2 separate regions of the Sus scrofa genome follow, and region 1 is linked to region 2. Evidence: chromatin contacts called from public targeted proximity ligation data. All regions are on one chromosome and are shown on one strand. The core of a region is the stretch at or near the end of the contact, and the rest is flanking DNA. Distances in the headings are between cores, read along the strand shown.

Region 1 (5,395 bases), core at 2,224-4,723, 38 kb after region 2:
CACCCCCCGCACCCCCCCCCTGCTTCCCCACCCAGGAAGGAATTGCCAGGAGTTTTATAGGAAAAGGGAGAGTAAGAGGTTTTCACATAGGAATCAGGATTGGGGCAAACAAGCAGCCTTCTTTCTTTGGGGGAATCTCAGTCCTCAAAGCTGGAGTCGGGAGAGCTTGGTATGATCCCGATGGGGGTCTTCTGGGCTATTACCTAAAATAACAGTACCTGCGATCAGGGCATACGGATGAGCACAAACTAGGAAAGTTCCGGAAAAACATCGTCTTTAACCCACAGGCACTTTTGCTCAGGGTGCCTGATTCTTTAGCTTATGGGTGATTGTGTTGAGGGTACAGTTTAGTTAGAGAGAAGGACAAAGAAGGACTTGAAGCAGTTTTCATTGGAAGCATAAGGAGTCTAACTTTTCTCTTGGGTGTATAAGGTGCCTATATTATTATGCAAATCCCTTGAGACGGAACCGGATCCTGACCCCAGGCTATTGTGGCTGGACTCTTTCTCTCCCTGATCAGCACCTGAACCTGCCCCTTTGGAACTCAGAGAAGGTCCTGGTGGCTGAATGAGGCCCATTTCCTGAGAACAAGAAATGGGGGGGACACAGAAAGGCTTTTGCACCCAGAAGCCCCACAGGGCCGTGCTCGGTTTCAAAAGAACCGGTCTTAGAGGATAAAGTTGATGGTGCAAAGCTGCTTTCTCATCTCTCTGAAGGCTTTGCCCTTTTATGTGTTGATCTGATACCTAAGTTTAGGAAACAGTTCTATACGCAGCAGGAGGATGTATTTTTAGAAGAGTTTTATCACCTACCTACCTGCGGTTAAAACCACTATGACAGGTTTCATCTATATCTTAAGGGAGGGGGGTACAGATTTGGGGCCGGGTGTCACTGCATTCAGTGGGGAGGAGGATTGGAGCTGCACTAAACTTTAAGGTCTGTGTGCTTAAAGGTGGGGTTATCCATCCATCCATCCTCAATGAGAAATAATAGAAACCCTGGCCATCACCCCTGCCTCCACTTAATCTTTCCCATTTAGGCAAAGTACACGTTAGGAAAAAAAAAAAATCCTTTTTTAAAAAAGTAAACCTACAAAAAAAGTGTTTTGTTTTGTAAAACTGAACTTGAGTGCTTTGGGGGGAGGCTTCCCTGTTCCAGTTCATCTTCCAGTTTAATTTTACTTACGTATTTTTGTGGCTGCGCCCATGGCAGATGGCAGTTCCCAGGCCAGGGAACTGAATCTGAGCTGTGGCTGTGACCTAACACGTTCAGCTGCGGCCATGCCCAATCCTTGAACCCACCGCGCCAGGCCGGGGGTCAAACCCGCACCTCCACATGACCCGAGCTATTGCAGTCGGATTCTTAACCCACTGCACCACAGGGAAAACTCCGTAGAGTTTAATTTCAGATTTGCAGGAAAGGGGCAGCTAGTGCCCAGCTCCTGCCTACCCCTAACCCAACTTTCCCCTCTCTTTGCATCGTCACCGTCACCGCAGGACGTTTGTCAGTCTAGGAAACTGACATGGGTACCTCACCATTCACCTCACTCCAGACTTTCTTTGGCGTTTGCCAGTGTTTCCCCAATGTCCCTTCTTCTGTTCCGAAGTCCCATCCAGGGTATCCCACTGCGCTTAACCACCCCATCCCCAGTCCCCTGTGGTCTCCTGCAGTGTCTTAGGCTTTACCTGTTTCTTGTGATTGTCTCTGGGGAGGACTGGGCCGAGATTTCTGTCACATTGGGTTTGTTTGATATTTTTCTCATGATTTCCCTGGAGTTAGGGGTTTTGGGGGAAGAGCACCACAGAGACGAAGGGCTCGTCACAGCATGTGACACCCGCGTGACATCATAATAATGTTAGCCTTTGTTGCTATGTTAAGGTAGCATTTGCCAGGTTTCTCCTTTGTATTGTTACTCTTTTTCTCCTTCCCTAGGGTATTCTTTTAAAGCAAGGTGCTCGGGAGTTTCTGCTGTGGCTCAGCAGTAACGAACCCGACTCATATCCATGAGGACGCTGGGTTCCATCTCTGGCCTCACGCAGGGGGTTAAGGATCCTGCGTTGCCAGTGAGCTGCGGTGTGGGTCCCAGACACAGCTCAGATCCCGTGTTGCTGTGGCTGTGGCATAGGCTGGCAGCGGCAGCTCCAGTTCGACCCCTCGCCTGGGAACTTCCATATGCTGCAGTGGCCCTAAAAAGCAAAAAATAAATACATATAAGCCAGAGGCGAAATTCGGCCCACGCCCAAGAGCGGGAGGGGTGAGATTAAGCTCCACTTCCTGGAGGGAGGGGCCTCTACACATCATTTGGAACTCTTCTGGAAGAAAGATCTGTCTTCATTTAAAAAACACACTTTTCCAATTATAGGATAATAAGTCCTTGGCATGTAAAATACAGCATAATAAAGATAATGAACACTGCTGTACAATATAAATGAAAGTTAGCAAGAGAGTAAATCCTAAGAGGTCTCATCGCAAGGAAAGGATTTTGTTTCCGATTTTCTTTTGATGTTTCCGATTTCTTATAGTGTCGTGTCTGTATGAGAGGTTGGCTCTTCCCTACACCTGTTGTGGTCATCACTTTATGATGCTTGTAAAGGAAAGCATTTTGTTGTACACCTTACGTTTCTACAGTGCTGTATGTCTATTATACCTCAAACCGAAAAAAATAAACTACTCCCCCAAAATACATGTTTCTACAGAGCTTGCACTAAGCTGAAGCGTAGGCTTGCAGACCTGGCTTGGATCGGGCGTTGCTGTGGCTGGGACATAGGCAGGCAGCTGTATCTCTGATTCGACCCCTACCTGGCCTGGGAACTTCCACTCGCGGCAGGTGTGGCCCTCCAAACAAACAAATCAACCAAAAAAAGAACAAAATAAAGAGTTTGCACGAGAGCTGTTCCCATCATACACGGGATAGAGGTGCCAAATACACTCTTGGAGTCCCCGCTGGACCAGGACGCATTGCATTGGTGTCTTAAAGCTCTGTGGGAATCCAGGAAGCATGAACACAGCCCTCCCCGGGAAGGGTGTAATGCGGTCCAGTGAGGGGAACAGAATCTCATTTGCAGACAGGAAGCAATTAGGACGCACGAGGAAGGCGCATGTCCTCGAGGGCTGGGCTGGGGATGGGCCAGGGGAAGCGGATCAGGCGGTAAAAAAGACGGCTGTAAAAGACGACAGAGGGTCACCCGTTCACCAGCCCGTTCCCACCTTCAGGCTTGCTAAAGGCAGGACGGGTTCTGTCATTTTCAAAGGCGGTTCTGTCATTTTTAAAGGCCTGACAGTCATAATGCCCCCCCTCCACCCCGTCATCTGGAATATAGCCAGGATTGAGGAAATAAGCAAGTACCCGTCTCCCCAGTAAACCAGATATTTATCAAGGCAAATGCGGAAGCTTGTTTACTTTCCTCCTGGGAGGCACCCAAGGAAACTAGTAACTCTTTTGTGACACAGAGTTCTTACACCCTGCGTTCAGGCTTCCTGGTCCTTGGAGGCTTGGAAGCAGGGGAGAGGAGTTGGGTGGGGAGTTGGGTGGGAGTGGCAGGACCGCAAGATGCTGACACAAGCATTTTCTTTTTTTTTTCTTCTTCTTTTCTGCTTCTGCTTTTTTTTTTTTTTTTTAAACTGAGACTTTAAGGAGGCAGAGAGAAATAGGGGATCATTTGAGAAAATGGTTAAGAGACTTTTGGGAGAGGGATATTGAAAAGGGGCCTTGATCAGAATAAAGAAACACCAGAAGTTGTGAGACTGGAGTTTTCGTTGTGTTGAGAGACGTGATCCGGAGTGCGGACCCCTTCTCTGCCCTTTGATGTGTGTTTATACTGTTGCGGCGTTGTTGGGTGGCTTTGGCTGTGGTTGGTTTCTCCTGGTATTCTAGGTTTGGAGGCTTATTTTTAGCGTCTGAATTTTCCTTGGCAGGAGTCGCTTTTGGTTTGTTGGGTAATGAAACAGAACATATTGGGGGCGGCGGGGGGGAATCCCTCCCTGAAAGGTCCAGCCTCTTTTTTTTTTTTTTTTTTGGTCGTTTTGCCTTTTCTTGGGCCGCTCCCACAGCATATGGAGGTTCCCAGGCTAGGGGTCAAATCGGAGCTACAGCCGCCGGCCTATGCCAGAGCCACAGCAACGCGGGGTCGGAGATGCGTCTGCGACCTACACCACAGCTCATGGCAACGCCGGATCGTTAACCCACTGAGCAAGGCCAGGGATCAAACCCGCAACCTTATGGTTCCTAGTCGGATTTGTTAACCACTGCGCCAAGACCTGAAGGCCTCCTGAAAGGTCCAGCCTCCAGATGGTGCAAAGGCTCCCGTAACCCCGCCCCCCTCCTGGCCAATCACTGCTCACCTCCCCGCAGGACACAGGTGTGCCTGCCTCTGTGTCTCTGGCCACGTTGTTCTGCCCTCTTCCTGTTCTGCCCTTTTCTGTGTCCTTCACTGTCTTAGACCCTCTGCTTGCCTTGGAGTCTGGGCTGTTTCCCGCCGTGGTTAACTGTACCTCCCCCAATGGTTCCTTAAGGCCAGCAAGGGAAGGTCCCTGCCTCCCCGGTCCTGCATTCACCGTCAGCCTGCAGAACCTCCAGCATGGAAAATGGATCGTAGTACAAAATGCCAAGGGAAGAATTTTACTTGGGCAAATAGGACGTTGTTAGCAGACGTCTGGGGATGATACAGTGCAAACAGTGGAGCACATCTTCTCACCAGAGACACGTGATCAGTGGCGTTCATCTGCCTGCAAATCCGCAGGGAGGGGCGGAGGGCCAGTTGCTGGGAAGGGAGGGGACGTGAGACCCAGTACATGGGACAAAGGGATGACGACATCATTTCACCTGTGTTAGCCTCAGGCATACAGGTGAGAGGACTTTTGAGAGACCAACCTGGGGAGGGCACATGCGGGTTTGCCGAAGAGGCTCTTTTTTTCCCTCCCGTTAAAAAAAAAGAGAGAGGTTTGGGAGTTCCGCCGTGGCATATTGGGTTAAGAATCCAGCGTTGTCACAGCTGTGGTGTCAGTCGCAGCTGTGGCTTGGATTCAGTCCCTGACCCAGGAACTTCCATATGCCTCGGATGCAGCCATAACATTAAAAAAAAGAGAGAGAGGTTTGAAACAATGCCATTTGCAGCAACGTGGGTGGACCTAGAGATTTTCATATCAAGTGAAATAAGTTAGAGAAAGATAACTTTCACCCGATATCACATATCTGAAATCTTTAAAAATGGTATAAATGAACTTACATACAAAACAAAAATAGACTCAGATATAGAAAAGAAACTTATGGTTACCAAAGCCAGGGGGATCAGTAGGAATTTGGGATGAATAGATAAACAATAAGGATCTACTGTATAGCACAGGGAACTATATTCAATGTCTTAAAAGAATGTATATATATCACTGAATCACTTTG
Region 2 (5,174 bases), core at 1,295-3,794:
ATGCCAATGAATTGTTCACTTTAAAACAGTTAATTTTCTATGAAGTTTATTGCAATTAAAAAAATAAGAATAGGGAGTTCCCGTTGTGGCTCAGCGGTAAAAGACCCAACTAGTATCCATGACTCGGGTTCGATTCCCTAGCCTTGCTCAGTGGGTCAAGGATCCGGCATTGCTGTGAGCTGTGGTGTAAGGAGGTGGCTATAGCTCTGATTCTCCCCCTAGACTGGTGACTTCCATATGCTGCAGGTGCAGCCAAGGAAAGAAAGAAAAAAAAAAAAAGGATAAGACAAAGGAGTCTGGACTGGGGGTGGTACGTGAAAATGTAACTGGGAAACTAAAAATGAATTTAGCAAATTTTGTTTGGATTTCTCGGCCTCCGGTTCCCATCCCTGATGATAAGAAGGTGTCCCTTCCTCCTGCTCTGGAGAGTTTTCTTCACCTGTTTCAGGGAGGAAGGCTGAGAGCGCAAGGTCAAGGTGACCTTCCTGCTTCTGCTTGAGGTATTCAGCACGCTGAGGTACAATATTTGGGGGTAGGGTGTCCTGAACCCCATTATCAGGAAGCCCCCCAGGAGAAAGGCAGGGAACAGATTGTCCCTCAGAGGCTCCAGAAGGGACCAGCTCTGCCCACACCTCGAGTGGGGACTCCTGGTCTCCAGGAGGCGAGTGTCAATTTCTGGTTTTTGTAAAAGCTGCTCAGTTTGTGCTCATTGCTCTGGCCACCCCAGGAGAGAAAAAGGAGCATGAAAGACGGCGATCCCCACATCCCAAAAAGCAGCTCTGGAAGTTCCTGTTGTGGCTCGGTGGTTAACAAATCTGACTGGGAACCATGAGGTTGAGGGTTCAATCCCTGACCTTGCTCGCAGGTTGGGGATCTGGCGTTGCCATGAGCTGTGGTGTGGGTCATGGACATGGCTCAGCTCCCGCGTTGCTGTGGCTGTGGCTCTGGTGCAGGCCGGTGGCTACAGCTCCGATTCGACCCCTAACCTGGGAACCTCCATATGCTGTGGGAGCGGCCCCAAAAAGACAAAAACAAAAAACCAGCAAAGCAGCTCAGTCGGTCCCCTCTCTCCAGAGGCCACTTAGAACCTCGGCCTCCCATGCCCAGATCCGGGTTCGACCCCTGACCCTTGGGACCTGGAGTGTCTTTTTACCTATCTGTACAAAGGGCTTGACGGCACACCGGGCTTCCCAGTGGAATGAGTGAAAGCGGCAAGTGAATGTGTGGATCCCAGGGCCCGGCAGGGAGCAAAGGGACCCTGCAGAGCAGTGATGCTCATCTCTGTTCCTCGCCTCCCATCTTAGAGATGAGGAAACTGAGGTTTAGCAAGTGAAGTGGCTTTGCGCAGTCATCTGGCAGCACGTGGCAGGGCGCAGCCGGCTCTCTGAGTCCAGGTGCTGGTTGCCAGGAAGCTTTCCGTGCAGTTGTTTCTCTCACCCCCACCCCACACCCCATGCCCCGGGTCCACCACCTTCTGAGCCTGCCCATGTGCCACACCTTCCCTCTAGCTGCCACCACGTGACAGCACCCTTCTTGTTCCTTCCTGCAAGGACTCCTACCTTCAGCCAGTGCCGCTTCCTCCTGGAAGCCTTCCCTGACTGCCCTCTCCCTCTGAAGGCTCTCCCAGGAGCATGGGCTGAATCAGCAGGGTCCCTGCCCTCCAGGAGCTGGTAGTTGGAGGGGAGAATGTTAATCTGCCTTCCCTGGGGGCAGGTCTGAAGAGGCAGAACAATAGGATCTGACACCTTGTGACCAAATTAGCCAGAACAAAGCAGCCCCTGGGACCTGCATCTGGCCACACAGCATGTCCTCCCAGGTGACACAAGAGCTCTAGCCTCTTACCCAGGTGAATATCCTTCCTCTCTCCACCCCTCGAGGATCAGAAGTGGAAACAAAAACTAGAGTTGATGGAGTTTCCCTGGTGGCTTTGCCAGTTAAGGGTCCGGCGTTGTCACTGCTGTGGACTGGTTGGATTCCTGGCCTGGGAACTTCTGCATGCTGTAGGCATGTTCTGGATGTTGTAGAAAAACAACAACATAAAAAACAAGAGTCAAGAACCCAGTTGAGGAGTTCCCGTGTGGCTCAGAAGGTTAAGAATTTGACTTGTGTCCATGAGGTTGTGAGTCTGATCCCTGACCTCACTCAGTGGGATAAGGATCCAGCATTGCTGTGAGCTGTGGCACAGGTCACAGATGTGGCTTAGATCCAGTGTTGCTGAGGCTGTGGTGTAGGCTGGCAGCTGCAGCTCCGATTCGACCCCTGGCTGGGGAACTTCCACATGCTGCGGGTGTGGCTGTAAAAAAAAAAGAAAGAAAAAGAACCCAGTTGGCTGGTCCCACAGGGAACAGCTTTTGCAGGGACCAAGTCCCCCTGCACCTTTGCGGGGAACAGGAGTCTGGGGTAATGAATGGGAAGGGGACCCACAGGTCTCCAGGAGCCACAGGGAGACTCCCAGTTGGTACCCAGTCACCTCTAGTCTAGAGGGGAATTGCTCCCAGGGAGAGCTGACTCATCAGAGTGAGGCATGGCACTTTAGCTCCTCCCGGGGGCTCAGCCAGACAGAGACGTGCGGAGCAGGGATGGGGAGTTGGTGACCAGTTCTGCTCTGGGTGGGAGGGTAGTGGGGGCTGAGGAGACCCTCCTGCCATCTGCCAGGGCTCTTCTGGGCTCCAGGTCCAGGTCCTGCCTGGGCCTGGGGTGACTTTCTGCCCAGGTTTCCTGTGCATGTGAGTGTCCTGCCAGCTGCACTGGCTCCACTGCCCGCTGGTCACATGCAGTTGGCCCTATCCCAGGTGGCCCCAGGAGAGGTCAGCCAGCCTTTCCCATAGAAACCATTGTGTGTGTGTGGCGGGGAGGGGGGTGGGGGGGTTGCATAAGGCCCTACCTTCCTCATTCTCTACCTGCCTTCCAGAAAGCCCTAAGGGACAGCGGGGGAGGGGCCTCCCCACCAACCAAACCCTGCCCCTCCAGGCCGACCCCCCGGGCAACCCCATCTCAGATGCATAAGAGGGCCCTGGAGCCCGAGGCCACCCCAGCTGCCAGGAGTCAGTGTCACTGGCCCTGGAAACGACCCAGTCCGACTTACTGGGCAGGCCTTGTGCAAGATTTGTTCCTTTGGTTTCAGTGAGGCTGTGTCTCCATCCTCCCCATGGACACGTGGCCGGCCGCTGTTACAGGCAGAGGATCCTCTTAGCGGGGCGATTTCAGAGCCCCCAGGGGAGGCCACGGCGGTGACATGCGTGTTGCGGGGGAAGGGCTCTGACACCGCCCAGCCTGCCTGGTGCTCAGCAGCCAAAAGGCTTGGGGGGGAACTTGCTCCTAATTACCTGCTGGTTTAACAGCTATTTCTAGGCAGTGGTGGGTGGCAGAGTCTTTATAGGCATGCCCTCTGGGGGTTGGATGGCTAGATTTAACAAAAATAGAGATGCTTAGGAGTGCCTGTTGTAGCTTAGCGGGTTAAGAATGTGACATAGTGTCCTGAGGATGTGGGTTTGATCCCTGGCCTCGCTCAGTGGATTAAGGATCCAGCATTGCCACAAGCTGTGGCAAAACCCACAGTTGTGGATTGGATCTGGCATTGCTGTGACTGTGGTGTAGACAGGCAGCTGCAGCTCTGATTTGACCCCTCATCCAGTGTGCCGACCAAAAAAACACACAAACCGGAGAGGCCTAGTTAAATTTGATTGTCAGAGGAGTTCCCACTGTGGTACAGGAGGCTAAAGTTCTGGCCTTGCTGCAGCTATGGCATAGGTTGCAGCTGCGGCTGGGATTTGATCCATGGCCTAGGGACTTCCATATGCCGTGGGAGCAGCCAAAAAATTTTTGTGATTGTCAGAGAAACAACAGATGATTTTTTTAGTATAAGTATATCCCATGCAATGTTTGAGGGCATACTGATGCTAAAAAATCATTCATTGTTTAGCTGACCTTGAACTGAGTGTCCTCCGTTTTTTCTGACAACCACATCTGGTGGGGGAGGGGAGATTGACCCTATCTCGATTTTTTTTCCTCTCCTTCCTCCTTAGATTAGTTACCTGTGTTGGGGAGTCAAAGTATTTCATTTGTGACCACCGATTTCTGGCCACCGATTCGCATCCCCCCAGCTCCATCCAAGAATGAGACCTTGGCCACAGGAGCTAGCTGGTCCTCCTTCTGGTCCAGCATGGGCCACCTGGAATGGGGGTGCCCAGCGTGACTCCATGTTGGCATGGAGAACCCTCTGCCGTTGTGCAGTGAGCAGCCAGCACAACCCTCTACAGTGACCCTGTTCCCACATCTAGATTTTGATGACCAGGAGATTTCTTTCTCTGATTCCTCCTCAAACTGGGCAGCCCAAGGACCTCATTCCATCCCCTCCCCCACCCCCTAGCTCCTTAGATCCAAGGAAAACTCAAACAGTCTGGGAAGGCGCTGCAGCCGTGTTTAAAGATGGTTGTGTGCCCAGGCTGTGCACAGAAGGGCTTTTGATCCTTGGCACCCATCTGACATCTGCTGGAGGACACTCCCTTCCTGCTGCCCAGCGTGCAGCCTGGGGTGCAAGGGGCCGGATTAAAGGCTTCCTGCCTGCCCCCCCCCCGCGCCACATCCTCTCCCGCCCCTCGCTCTGGCCAACCCCCCAAACCTAAGCATAATTTTAGAAACTTAATAGATGCTGCACTGCTCATTCTTGGCCTGGAGCCTGTGGGGGCAGGTCCTGGAAGAATAGAGACATTTCTTTCTCAGCCCACGTTGCTAGAGACCCCTGTCCCCCAACCTCCCAAGGGTTTCTGAGGAGCCATTGTGCACGCGTGAGCCCCCCTCCCCACTTGCTTCTTTGTGGGGTCCCCCCACCCCATCCACCCAGGCTGGATTATTTTGCAGGGTCAGTGCCAGCTTCTCTTTGTCTTTTCTGAGGTCCTCAAAGCCACCAGGAGCCGTAAGGACTGGAGGGGGTGGAGCATGGGTTCGAGGGCCCCAGGTGGTTGTGGCCGTGAGGACCTCGTGGCAGATGTCTTGAAACTGTAAATGACAGATGGGGGCCTCTGGGCCTAGGGAAAGAAGGCCCGCCTGATTCTAGGACAATGGTGAGGGTTTTTGTTTTCTTCCCAGGGCAAGAAAGCCTGCGCAGGCTTTTTAGATGTTAAGGGATTGACCCATTCCTGGAATGGATGCTCTGAAGCCTTCTGGGGTGTGAG

The links.
Region 1: a targeted proximity ligation map of skeletal muscle shows a contact between it and region 2. A contact is called at or near these places in 11 of 47 Hi-C or Micro-C datasets (alveolar macrophages, blood, embryonic fibroblasts and 6 more) and 2 of 2 datasets of targeted methods (alveolar macrophages and skeletal muscle).

The regions. Positions count from the first base shown.
Region 1 is chr3:31,544,343-31,549,737 of Sscrofa11.1, forward strand. All of the region lies in intron 1 of LITAF (lipopolysaccharide-induced tumor necrosis factor-alpha factor), which reads left to right. Among named protein-coding and RNA genes, the nearest start is that of LITAF, 64 kb to the left of the region's middle.
Region 2 is chr3:31,507,092-31,512,265 of Sscrofa11.1, forward strand. All of the region lies in intron 1 of LITAF (lipopolysaccharide-induced tumor necrosis factor-alpha factor), which reads left to right. Among named protein-coding and RNA genes, the nearest start is that of LITAF, 27 kb to the left of the region's middle.